2 separate regions of the Capra hircus genome follow, and region 1 is linked to region 2. Evidence: chromatin contacts called from public Hi-C data. All regions are on one chromosome and are shown on one strand. The core of a region is the stretch at or near the end of the contact, and the rest is flanking DNA. Distances in the headings are between cores, read along the strand shown.

Evidence for each region. Hi-C and Micro-C count contacts between places; a contact is called where the count stands out from the background.
Region 1: a Hi-C map of liver shows a contact between it and region 2, with 4 times the contacts expected there. The contact joins two enhancer-like sites. A contact is called at or near these places in 2 of 5 Hi-C or Micro-C datasets (blood and liver).

What each region holds. Positions count from the first base shown.
Region 1 is chr17:5,758,254-5,763,127 of ARS1.2, reverse strand. CRYBB2 (beta-crystallin B2) reads left to right here. Exons shown (of 6, transcript XM_005691604.2): 6 at 945-1,204. The coding sequence ends at 1,113. Among named protein-coding and RNA genes, the nearest start is that of CRYBB2, 12 kb to the left of the region's middle. Within about 2 kb of position 3,352, at least 2 of the 5 cell types and tissues checked have an H3K27ac peak or open chromatin away from gene starts, as enhancers often do.
Region 2 is chr17:5,596,472-5,601,671 of ARS1.2, reverse strand. GRK3 (beta-adrenergic receptor kinase 2) reads left to right here. Exons shown (of 21, transcript XM_018061071.1): 13 at 2,461-2,568. Among named protein-coding and RNA genes, the nearest start is that of MYO18B, 28 kb to the right of the region's middle. Within about 2 kb of position 2,436, at least 1 of the 5 cell types and tissues checked has an H3K27ac peak or open chromatin away from gene starts, as enhancers often do.

The DNA of each region.
Region 1 (4,874 bases), core at 2,103-4,602, 160 kb before region 2:
AATTAGGAATCCCATGCGAATCTAGTCTCCTTCCTTAAAGAAGGGGCTCTTGAGCTGAGATCTCAAGAAGGTAGGAATTGTAGAGGTAAAGAGAAGGAAGGATGCTCCAGACAGAATAGCATGTGCAAGCGTCCTGTGGTGCGAGGAGCCTGGTGAGTCCCCTGGGCTCTGCAAGGGCCAGAGTGGCTGGGCTGCAGAGAGACAGTGGCTGGAGTGAGTGTGAGAGGCAGAGCTGGAGGTGTCCACAGGGGCTGGCCAGGCAGGTTCGTGGGGGCCAGGCCTGTGTGATGCCTCCTGGGGAGAAGACTGGAACAGTTGTCAGGTGCCCAGTGAGTGACCCCCTAAATGGTGATGGCTTCAAATGGTGGCGGGATCATGGAGGGCTCCTGGGACCTCTGCTGCTGGCCTTTGTCCTTTGTGGGGATTAGGTAAGAGGCCTGTCTTACTCTAAGCTTACTCTAAGCTTACTCTTAAGCTTACTCTTACTTAAGCTTGAGATCACCGCTTCCTCTGATCCCAGTGCCAGGCCTGCATCTGGGAATTTCCTTGGTGGTCCGGTGGTTAAGACTTAGTCTTCCAATGCTGGGGCTGTGGGTGTGATGTCTGATCAGGGAACTAAGATACGACAGGCCTCAGGGCCAAAAAACAGAAACATAAAACAGAAGCAGTATTATAACAAATTGAGTAGAGACTTTAAAAAAATGGTCCACTTAAAAAAAAATCTTTAAAAAATAGTTGCTTCTGGAGGTAGCAAGCTCCGTGTCAAGGGAAGGAAGAAAGCAGAGGCTGGACCCGGGAAGGGTGGTGGTGCTCTGCTCAACACCCAGGTAGTGTGGGATGATTGGCAGGCCCACCCTTCCTAGTGGCTGAGCCATCCCCCTCATCTCTCTCCATCTGCATCTCCTGTCTCCCCACGTGCCCTCCCCCAACCTCTGGCCCTGCAGGTGGGTCGGCTACCAGTACCCCGGCTACCGCGGGCTGCAGTACCTGCTGGAGAAGGGCGATTACAAGGACAGCGGTGACTTTGGGGCCCCCCAGCCCCAGGTGCAGTCCGTGCGCCGCATCCGGGACATGCAGTGGCACCAGCGGGGCGCCTTCCACCCCTCCAGCTAGTGCCCCTCCCTCGCCTCCTTCCCAGGGGCTGGCCTCTGCCCAGCATCCCACCAGACATCCTGGAGAGTGAATAAAGTGTGACTTGCAACTTATCCGAGGCAGCGTCTTTTTATCGCCTGTGGAGGCCAGGGTGCTGTGTGCTTGCATGCGTGTGTGTGTAAGGCCGACAGAATGACGAGAGAACCAGAAAGTGACTGGGTGAGGGGTGGGACAACCTCACTGAGACTTCTCGCTCTGCAGCTGCTTAGCTCTGTGACCTGGGGCACATTGTCCAGCCTCTCTGAGCCTCTACTTCTTCACCTGACTTACAACCCCCTTTGGCCCCCCCAGTGACTGGCCTGGCTGACCTCTGAGTGGTCCTTGTGTGGTTGCCAAGTACAGTCATTCAGGGGCATGTGATGGTTGCTCCAGACCCTAAAAAGGTACCTACTGCCTGCCATTCACACAGAATTGCCTTATCACCTTGAACCTGGGAGTTTATTTAAATCTGCCCAGAGGAGCCCCAAGCTCTCTAATGCCCACCCCCATCCGGGAGAGAGGTCACGAAGACCTGTCTCTGTGCTTGTGAGTTCCGTGGTCCCTTGTTCATGCCTTGGTTGGGGTGGTCCTTTAGTGTAGCAACTGGGGGCTGGGTTCCTGCATCTTATGAGTCTGGATTCAATTGGCTGTTCTGGAGCCCTGCCCAGCCAGGGGACCTCAGAGCCTTCCTATTGGGAAAAATAGGGAAAAAGTAGTGTCTCCCTAACAGGGTAATAGCAAGAATGGTGAGATAACCCAGGTGTTCGGTATATAAATGTTAAACACTGGTTGGTCTTCTGTAGTATGAATACCCGCTCCCGGAGAGCAGCTGCTTTTTCCTTTGGCTGTGCTGTCTTTTGATGTAGTTTTAAATTTTGATGTGATTTAACATCACTCTGCGCCTTTATGGTTTGTATCTGCCATGTCTGCTATGTCTTCTTTAAGAAGTTCTTGCCCCATTTGTCATGAATATATTCTCCAAACTTTTTCCCTACAGGTTTTAAACTTTTAAAGTTTTCCCATTTAAGCTCTCAGTTGTCCTGGAGTTGATTTTTGTGTATAGTATGTGGCAGGGACCTAATTTTTCACTTTTGATTTCTTTTCCCCCCCCACTTTGGATCACTGTTGTCCTGGAGTAATTTATTGAGAAGTCCATTTCCCCCTCACTGTGGTGCAAACTTGCCTCTTTGTCCCATAGTAAATGGTCACATATACAGGGGGTCTATTTATGGGCTCTTTTCCTCCTGTTCCTATTCTGTTTGTGTGTCTCTGTATTCTTACCGTATTATGTTAATAACCATTGCTATGTAATAAATCTTGCAGTGTGCGTGTGCATATGTGTGTGTGCGTGCTCAGTCCTGGCCTACCCTTTGCCCTAAACCATCCTTCTTCAAGGACATGTTAGATAAGCTTGCCCCTTAATATCTCCATATAAAATCATTTCCTCAAATCTAGAAAAATGGGAAACCCTATTGAATGAGAGCTAAAGAGATTAATTACCATGAAGGTGGGAACTAATAAATGTTGCCAGCTTCGATTTGTTCATTCATTCTTCAGCCGACAGTCACCGAGTACCTGTTTTGTTCCCGGAATGGGCAGAGTAGGGGCTACAAAGGAAGGCAGACAGCCCCAGCCGGCAGGCAGATTCCTCTCCGGGGGGATGGAAGTAGCTGTTGGTGGTGGTGATTATGGTGTGAATCATGGTGGTGATTATGAGTTGAACTGTTTCCCCCCTCAAAGTTCATATGTTGAAGTCCTAACCCCGATACCTCAGAATGCGACTTCATTCGGAAATAGGGTCTTAGCCACTGGGCCACCAGGGAAGTCCCTGTCTCTCCCTCTCTTCTCCCTGGGGACCTGTATTTATTTCTGCTGGTGCCTCTGCTTCTCCATCTTTCTGTCTGTTAACCCTCCGTCTTTTTTTTTCTCTTTATCTCTATCTCCCCATTCAATCCCTGTCTTTCCCCTCCCCCTCCTCGTCCGTCTGTCACGGGGGGCTGTGCTCTGTCCCCCAACCTCCCCTCCTTCCGCCTGGACCTCTCCCTTTATCCTCTGGTCTCCACAGAATCCGCGCGGCTTCTCCTTTCTGGCCTCCAGGAGCCACTTCCCCTTTCAGCCACCAGGTGGCAGCAGAGCATCATCCTCAGGGCTCCCCCCGCAACCTGTCCCCCGAGCTCTGATTGGAAATACATCCCGCCAGTCACAGCATGCAGGGCAGCTACAGGTTGTTATAGGTCAGGTGACTAACTCTGACCTATAGCAACCCGTGGGTGGTTCCTGTTTCACAGAGGAGCAACAGCGTCGCAGACGAGGGAATGACTTGCCCAAGGCCACTGTTGAAAGCAAGAGAAAGTGAAAAAGCTGGTGTCGGAACCCAGGACTCTGGCTGCCTTTGAACCTCCATGCTCCGAACCCCTCACCAGCCATTCTGAGGGGCCCTTTTCCGGCTGCCCATGGTCACTGTGCAGCCCTGCAGCCATTCCTGTCTGTCTCTGGGGTTGGGCCGGTGGGAGGTCAGGGGGTGCCTATGGAAGCTTCCAGTCCTGGAGATGCTAAGGGGCGGAGCGCCCTGACCCCGGCTTTAAAAATAAGGAGCCTAAAATAGCCCTTCCCACGCCTCCTCACTGGGGCCTTTGATGCCGGCTGACGGGGCTGGGCTGCCGTTTCACGCGGCTCCTCTGGACAGACCGTGCCGGGAACCTGGGTTGGAGGGCAGGCCCACCTCAGAGCCGCAGCAATGTCCTCCTAAAAGCAAACGTTTGGTCCCGTCGAGAAGCGGGGCGTTGATGGGCTTCGGACCTGGGCATCAGGAAGCTTTGGCAGAGCTGCCCTGAGGAGATGCTGGAAACGAAACAGGTATGTGATGTCCCAGGGTTGGTTTCCTGAATTTCCATCACCGTTTGACCTCTTGAATTTCTGTTAGATGCACCCACTACTCACTAATTCCCCGATCCAAGCGCATCGTCTCCTGTTCACACAATCCCAACAGCCTCCTCACAGGTCCCTCTGCGTTCCTTTTGCCTGGTCAGCCCCATCTCCACACAGCAGTCAGAGGGAATCCACTCAAAAAATGCAGACCCAATCGTGACACTGTCCTGCTTAAACCTGCCGTGGTCCCCTGTCGCCCTTTGGATAAAGACCCTAATCATGACAATACCTTTGAGAGCTAGTCTGTTTTTGTTTTAATTTAAACAATTACTTATTTTTTTTTGGCTGCACTGTGTTTTGGCTCTGCGTGGGCTTTCTGTCCTTGTGGTGAGCGGGGATTACTGTTTGTTATGGTGTGTGGGCTTCTTACTGCGGTGGCTTCTCTTGTTGAGGAGCCCAGGCTCCTGAGCGTGGGTTTCAGTAGCTGTGGCTCACACGCTTAATTGCTCCATGTCCTGTGGGATCTTCCCAGGCCAGGGATCGAACCCATGTCCCCTGCTTTGGCAGGCAGATTCTTAGTCTCTGTGCTGCTGGGGAAGTCCGTTATCTGTCTTCCGAAGGCCTGAGCGTGATGTGGCTTTACCTTTCTTTGATTCCTTACTTCATTTCCATTCCATCCTAGACTGAAGTCTCCCCTGAGAGCAGGGAGGAGGCCGGAGTTGCATTCTCTGGACTCAAGAGCCCACACACAGTTGAGGCTTGGTAGAGACTGGATGCAGGAAGGAAGGAGGGAAGGAAGGAATGGGCTGGCCCTGCCCAGAGAGCAGGCGTGGCCAAGAAGACAACCTCCTTAAAACTGGTCATGTCCAGGCGAA
Region 2 (5,200 bases), core at 1,187-3,686:
TCAAAAGCATCAATTCTTTGGCGCTCAGCTTTCTTTGTGGTCCAGCTCTCACATACATATGTGACTATTGAAAAAACCATAGCTTTGACTATACAGATCTTAGTTGGCAAAGTCATGTCTCTGCTTTTTATATGCTGTCTAGGTTTGTCATAGCTTTTCTTCCAAGGAGCAAGCGTCTTTTAATTTTGTAGCTGCAGTCACCATCTGCAGTGATTTTGGAGCCCAAGAAAACAAAGTCTCTCACTGTTTCCATTGTTTCCCTACCTATTTGCCATAAAGTAATGGGACCAGATGCTATGATCTTTGTTTTTTGAGTGTTGAGTTTTAAGCCAACTTTTTCACTCTCCTCTTTCAAGACTTCCATCAAGAGGCTCTTTAGAAGCCTGCATAGGGCATGGATATAATCATCGACTTTTTATGGGGTAGAATCTGAGGTTCCAAGAAACTAAGGAACTTGAGCAAAGTCACAGGCCTGGCAGATCGTGGGGCTTGAATTAAAATCCAGTTCTGTCCAGCTCTAAGGCTCGAGCTCCCCACACTCATTTGAACTCCATGAGGCTTTGAGAGGATGGACCTGGTACTAGATTAAAGACTTGTGGCCAGACTCTCACCCTCGACTGGGCTTCTCTGGTCTTTTCAAAGCGGTAGGTGTGATCCCAGGACTCCATCTGATGCTGGCAGAGCAGCGTCGTGGTCGGTTCCCCATCTTGACCCCGACTCCGTCCTTTTAATGATGGAATTGGGTTCTCAGAAACTAAAAGTGAACCGTGGAGCAGCCACCAGACCACACAGGGAAGCTTGTTTGTGGAATCTAGCGGATCGTCCTGACTCCCTGAGTCCCAGCTGAGTTTCTTCAAGAGCACAGCTCTCGGCCTCTAGTCACCGTGCCTTCAAACGCTCGGGTGTTCCTTCAGCGTGGACAGCACAGAGCGGCCGTGGGAAGCGCAGCAGCCTCGGGTGCTGCCGAGTGGCAGGGCTGGAAACCATGCGGCAGGCGGCCCAGTGCTCGGCGTTGTGTGCCGTGTCCACCCGGAGGCGTGATGTGCACTAACCCCGCGTATGTCTCCTTGTCGGAGTCTTCCCATCCCAGGACTGGGTTTTGATCCCAAGAATCACAGGTTATAAAGCCACCAAGGTTTTCCTGGCCACACTGAAATTAAGCTTGCCAGAAAATGGCTTGGATGCCCCTTACAGAAATCTCTGACGTCCTCATAGTGTGACTCACTGACCTCATGCCAGCAGACTTTGGATTGCAGGGGGCAGAGCTTTTCTGGTGGATGGACCAGTGCCCATTTCCACTGTTTGGAAAAGTCTTTCAAGATGGAACTATGAGGCTGAGGGGACACCAGTCCCAGTGTTGAGCCCGTGTCATCAACAATCCAGGGTTACTTGTCTGAGCAGATTCTCACCGAAACTGAGCATAAGCAAGTTAGAAATGCTTATAAGAACGCAAGGGGTTCTTTTCTAGTGCCGGTGCTGCCCTGAGCCCATCCCACTTGTGTTCTGTGGGGGTGAAGGTATCACATCATCATCCGTTCTATCTGAAGAAAATCGATGAAGGACGGGAATGCAGCTGCAGATAACGGCTTTTGGGGAGTGCTTTTGAGCCAACGCCTCTGAAAGTTTCCCATGAGCCTTCTCTCACTCTTGGAATGGTGTGTGCTCACATTGTAGGACAGGAGAGGATTTTGAGTTGCAGATAGAACATATTATATGTAAACAGCTATCCTCCCAGGTGGTTTTCCTCAGCTTCCCGCAAGCCATCTGCACGTTTGCTGAGCTGGGTCCTTTGACCTGTCGGCAGCTCTTCAGACCTGGGACTTCTCTGTCTCCATACCTGTCAGCTTCCCCACCACCACTTGGGGACCACCGTGACTGTGGAGGGTGGGGGCCGCCATGGACACCTGTGCAAACCCCAGTCCTCAGCATGGGGGGTGGCGCCTCACAGGAGTGCCCGATACCATCACTTCCAGGTCCAGAGTGTTGCAGTTTGGTCACCTGTCCTCGCAGATGGGGACGGGCACTAACCTGTCCCCATCGCTTCCAGGTCCGGAACACTGCGGTGTGGTCACCCGTTCATAACCACCTCCCCAGCCCCACACATCTCCACACAAAAGCTCTCCAGTGGGCAAGAGACCCTTGGCTCCCCCTTGCTGTAGTGGGGAAGGCTCACAAGATTCAGATCTCACCTCCCAGACCATAGAGCATGCCCAGAGCATGCACATGGCTCACGGTTATCTCATATGGTAATTTATTAATATTCATTCCTATTTTAATGAAGGAAAGATCGTTTTCCTAATGAGTGTTCACCAAGCCATACTTAATGGAAGTGCTGGTGTCCCCTCCTCCTTGTTTGGCCTTGCTTCTATTTGATGAATGGCGCCCTGGCCTCTGGGCGAGCTGGGGATAGTCTGTGAGCGGGAACATGCTGTTGACTGCACGCGCCCTTCTTCTCCCCAGTGGCACCCACGGGTACATGGCGCCCGAAGTTCTGCAGAAGGGGACCGCCTACGACAGCAGTGCCGACTGGTTCTCCCTGGGCTGCATGCTTTTCAAGCTTCTGAGAGGGTGAGTGACATGTGTCCCTTCAGTCCATCACCATGGATAAGAAATGTTTACACATCATTAGGTGCTAGTATCTGTATAGATCAGATAGTGATCTTTAAGCCACACAGTGATCCAGGCAGTGCTCACAGCTCTTTCTGCCCGTAAAAATGTGTTTCCTTCCCGTAAGCTTTGGGTATTTTTGTCCCACTCCAGGAAGAAATTCCAGCACGTTTAAATGTAACATAAGACCGTGTTGGACTATTTCCATTGTTAAGCCTTATTTGGGGAATGAGTGCTATTTTTAAATATAGATAATTGAAGAGGGTAGTAGAATTCCTTTTCCCTAGAAATGAATTACTCATGATTGTCTTGTGAGCTCAAAGCATTTCTTACACAAGAGGGTGAAGACCCAAAGTGAACCTGTGTTAAAAGTGCACATTTGTTTGTGAATATGCTGAAATTTGCAGTTTTTAAAAACATAAAGATAAAATTGTGCAGTTCTGTGTTCACTTGTGTTATACTTGTCCCTTTGGTGTAAACTGCCAGAGATGAAATACAGTGGAAAGAGGATGGAATGAAAGCACTCTCGAGATATGTTCTCACATTGAACATTTACAAATTATGTTAATATTCCATTAGTTTTAAGAGTCTTGAGTCAATTTTAACAGAAAGTGTAAGTGTTTAGATGTGTTTTTGATTATTCTCCATTCATAGAGGTACCACAAAAAAGCAATTTATACTAAAAGTTCCTGGTCAGGATTCTCCCTGTTACATTTCCCCTATGAACACACAGGCCTGGTAGTTTGTTTAACTGGCCACGATTTTTCCGGAAAGCCTTACTGAGCATCACAGCATGTTCTTCTTATATCGGGCTGGCCAAAAAGTTTGTTCATGTTTTTCCATAAGATGTTTTTAACACAATCTGGAAAGAGGCTGAGTTCCCTGTCTTCCCCCTAGACTAGGTTCCAGGCACCCTGGCTGCTTCCCCAGGACTCGGGTAATCTAGTTGTTCTCTGCTCTCTGCCTCACTTGGGAACTGAAATTGTATTACTGCTCAGAGACTCAGGTCCTGTTGGTCCTTAATTGAATTATTGTGTTTGTGGAGCCTGGAGGGCCTTAATTCCTGTAATCAGACTAGCTGACCTAATTAGAGAGTTTCTGCAAAGCAGACCAGAGAAAACTGCTTTCCACCCAAGACGTTTCCCCGGCCGGCGGGGGTCCCTGCGTGTGCGGTGAGTGCATCCAAACACGCTCTCTTCACTCAGGTCTCCTCTGGTTGTGGGGGGAACAGTCAGAGGTCAGAAGCCACAGTTACAGAATCATGAGGTAATTTAAAAAAAACTGCACAACAGCAAACCCATTGCGCATGAACTCAAGATATGAAAGTCGGTTGTGAAATATGGCAGAGCCTTGGTTCAGGGCTTTCTTTGTTTATTGATTTCTGTCTAATGTTGTTATTCTGTCTATAATAATGTCCACACATATAGACTAGGAACAGTCTGGCATATATTCCTGTTTTTATAAGATCCAAGGATGGGTCCAGTCGTTAATTCTAGGCCAACAATGTATTTGTGGCTGAAAAAGTGAATTCCATCTCCTTGGTCACGGTTCAGGTCTGCAGGACTGAGTTGGAAGGTGCTCCTTCCTCTGTGACGTCCTTGATCAGGCTTGGTTAAAGCATCACAGTTGATGTGACCCCTGTGGAGGGGAGTCTAGGCCAACAGGAAGACATCCAGAGGATGGTAGTGGGGATGGGATGGATGGATAACAAGAGATGAGAATGGTGGCGGCTAGACATGGCGTCTCACATGGACAGGTTCAGAGAGCTGGGCACACTGCTTCCGGCAGCCACACCATAAGCTGCAGCAGTGTCAATCCTCATGGAATAAACCAGACTCCATGCCAGACCCTCCCCAGCACTCGTCCTCAACCTCAGGAGCTCCTGGCAACACTTGGGGACATTTTTGGTGGTGCCAACTAGGGGAGGGGCTCCTTCTGGTATCTGGCAGGTCGAGGCCAGGGGTGCTGCAGAGGATACCCCCACTGCCCCAACGAAAGGTCACCCAGCTGAGGAGGAGGAACTCCGCTGCAGACGAGTCTCTTCCCGTCCCTCCTGTGTCTGTGCAGTGATGGTGACCAGGGGTCACCAAGGGTCTTTTTGCTTCTGTTTTCTGTGATCAGATAATTCCCACACTGACCAGTGTGCCCCATCACCTTGGCTGAAACATTTCTCTGCACCTCTCATTCTGTCGTGACCCCCTCGAAGGATTCCTCAGGGTGCAAGAGACAGGAACCTGGATGTGAGGATGCTGTCAAGGCTGGAGGATGTGTTTGCGTCCCTGGACCATCTGTTGGGTGGGGTTACTGCTTCCACTTCAGCTGACTGTCAGATATGAGAGAGCATCTGTGTACAAAGATGTTGCAAATGTGCAGAAATGTGGTCACGACCCTCGAGCTAGAGTCACATATCTGTTAAGAGAAAGAATTGGTGTGACCGTAGCCTTGATCTTAAACTTGTCCCCATTGATTGTCAGACATGAGGAGAGAGCCCTGGGGGTGGTCTGGGGAAAGCAGAGCTCTGTCTGAGGTTACTGAGTTTGTTCCTCTTGGGAAAAAAGGAATGTTTATAAATATTTTGGCAGCTGTTGGCTTA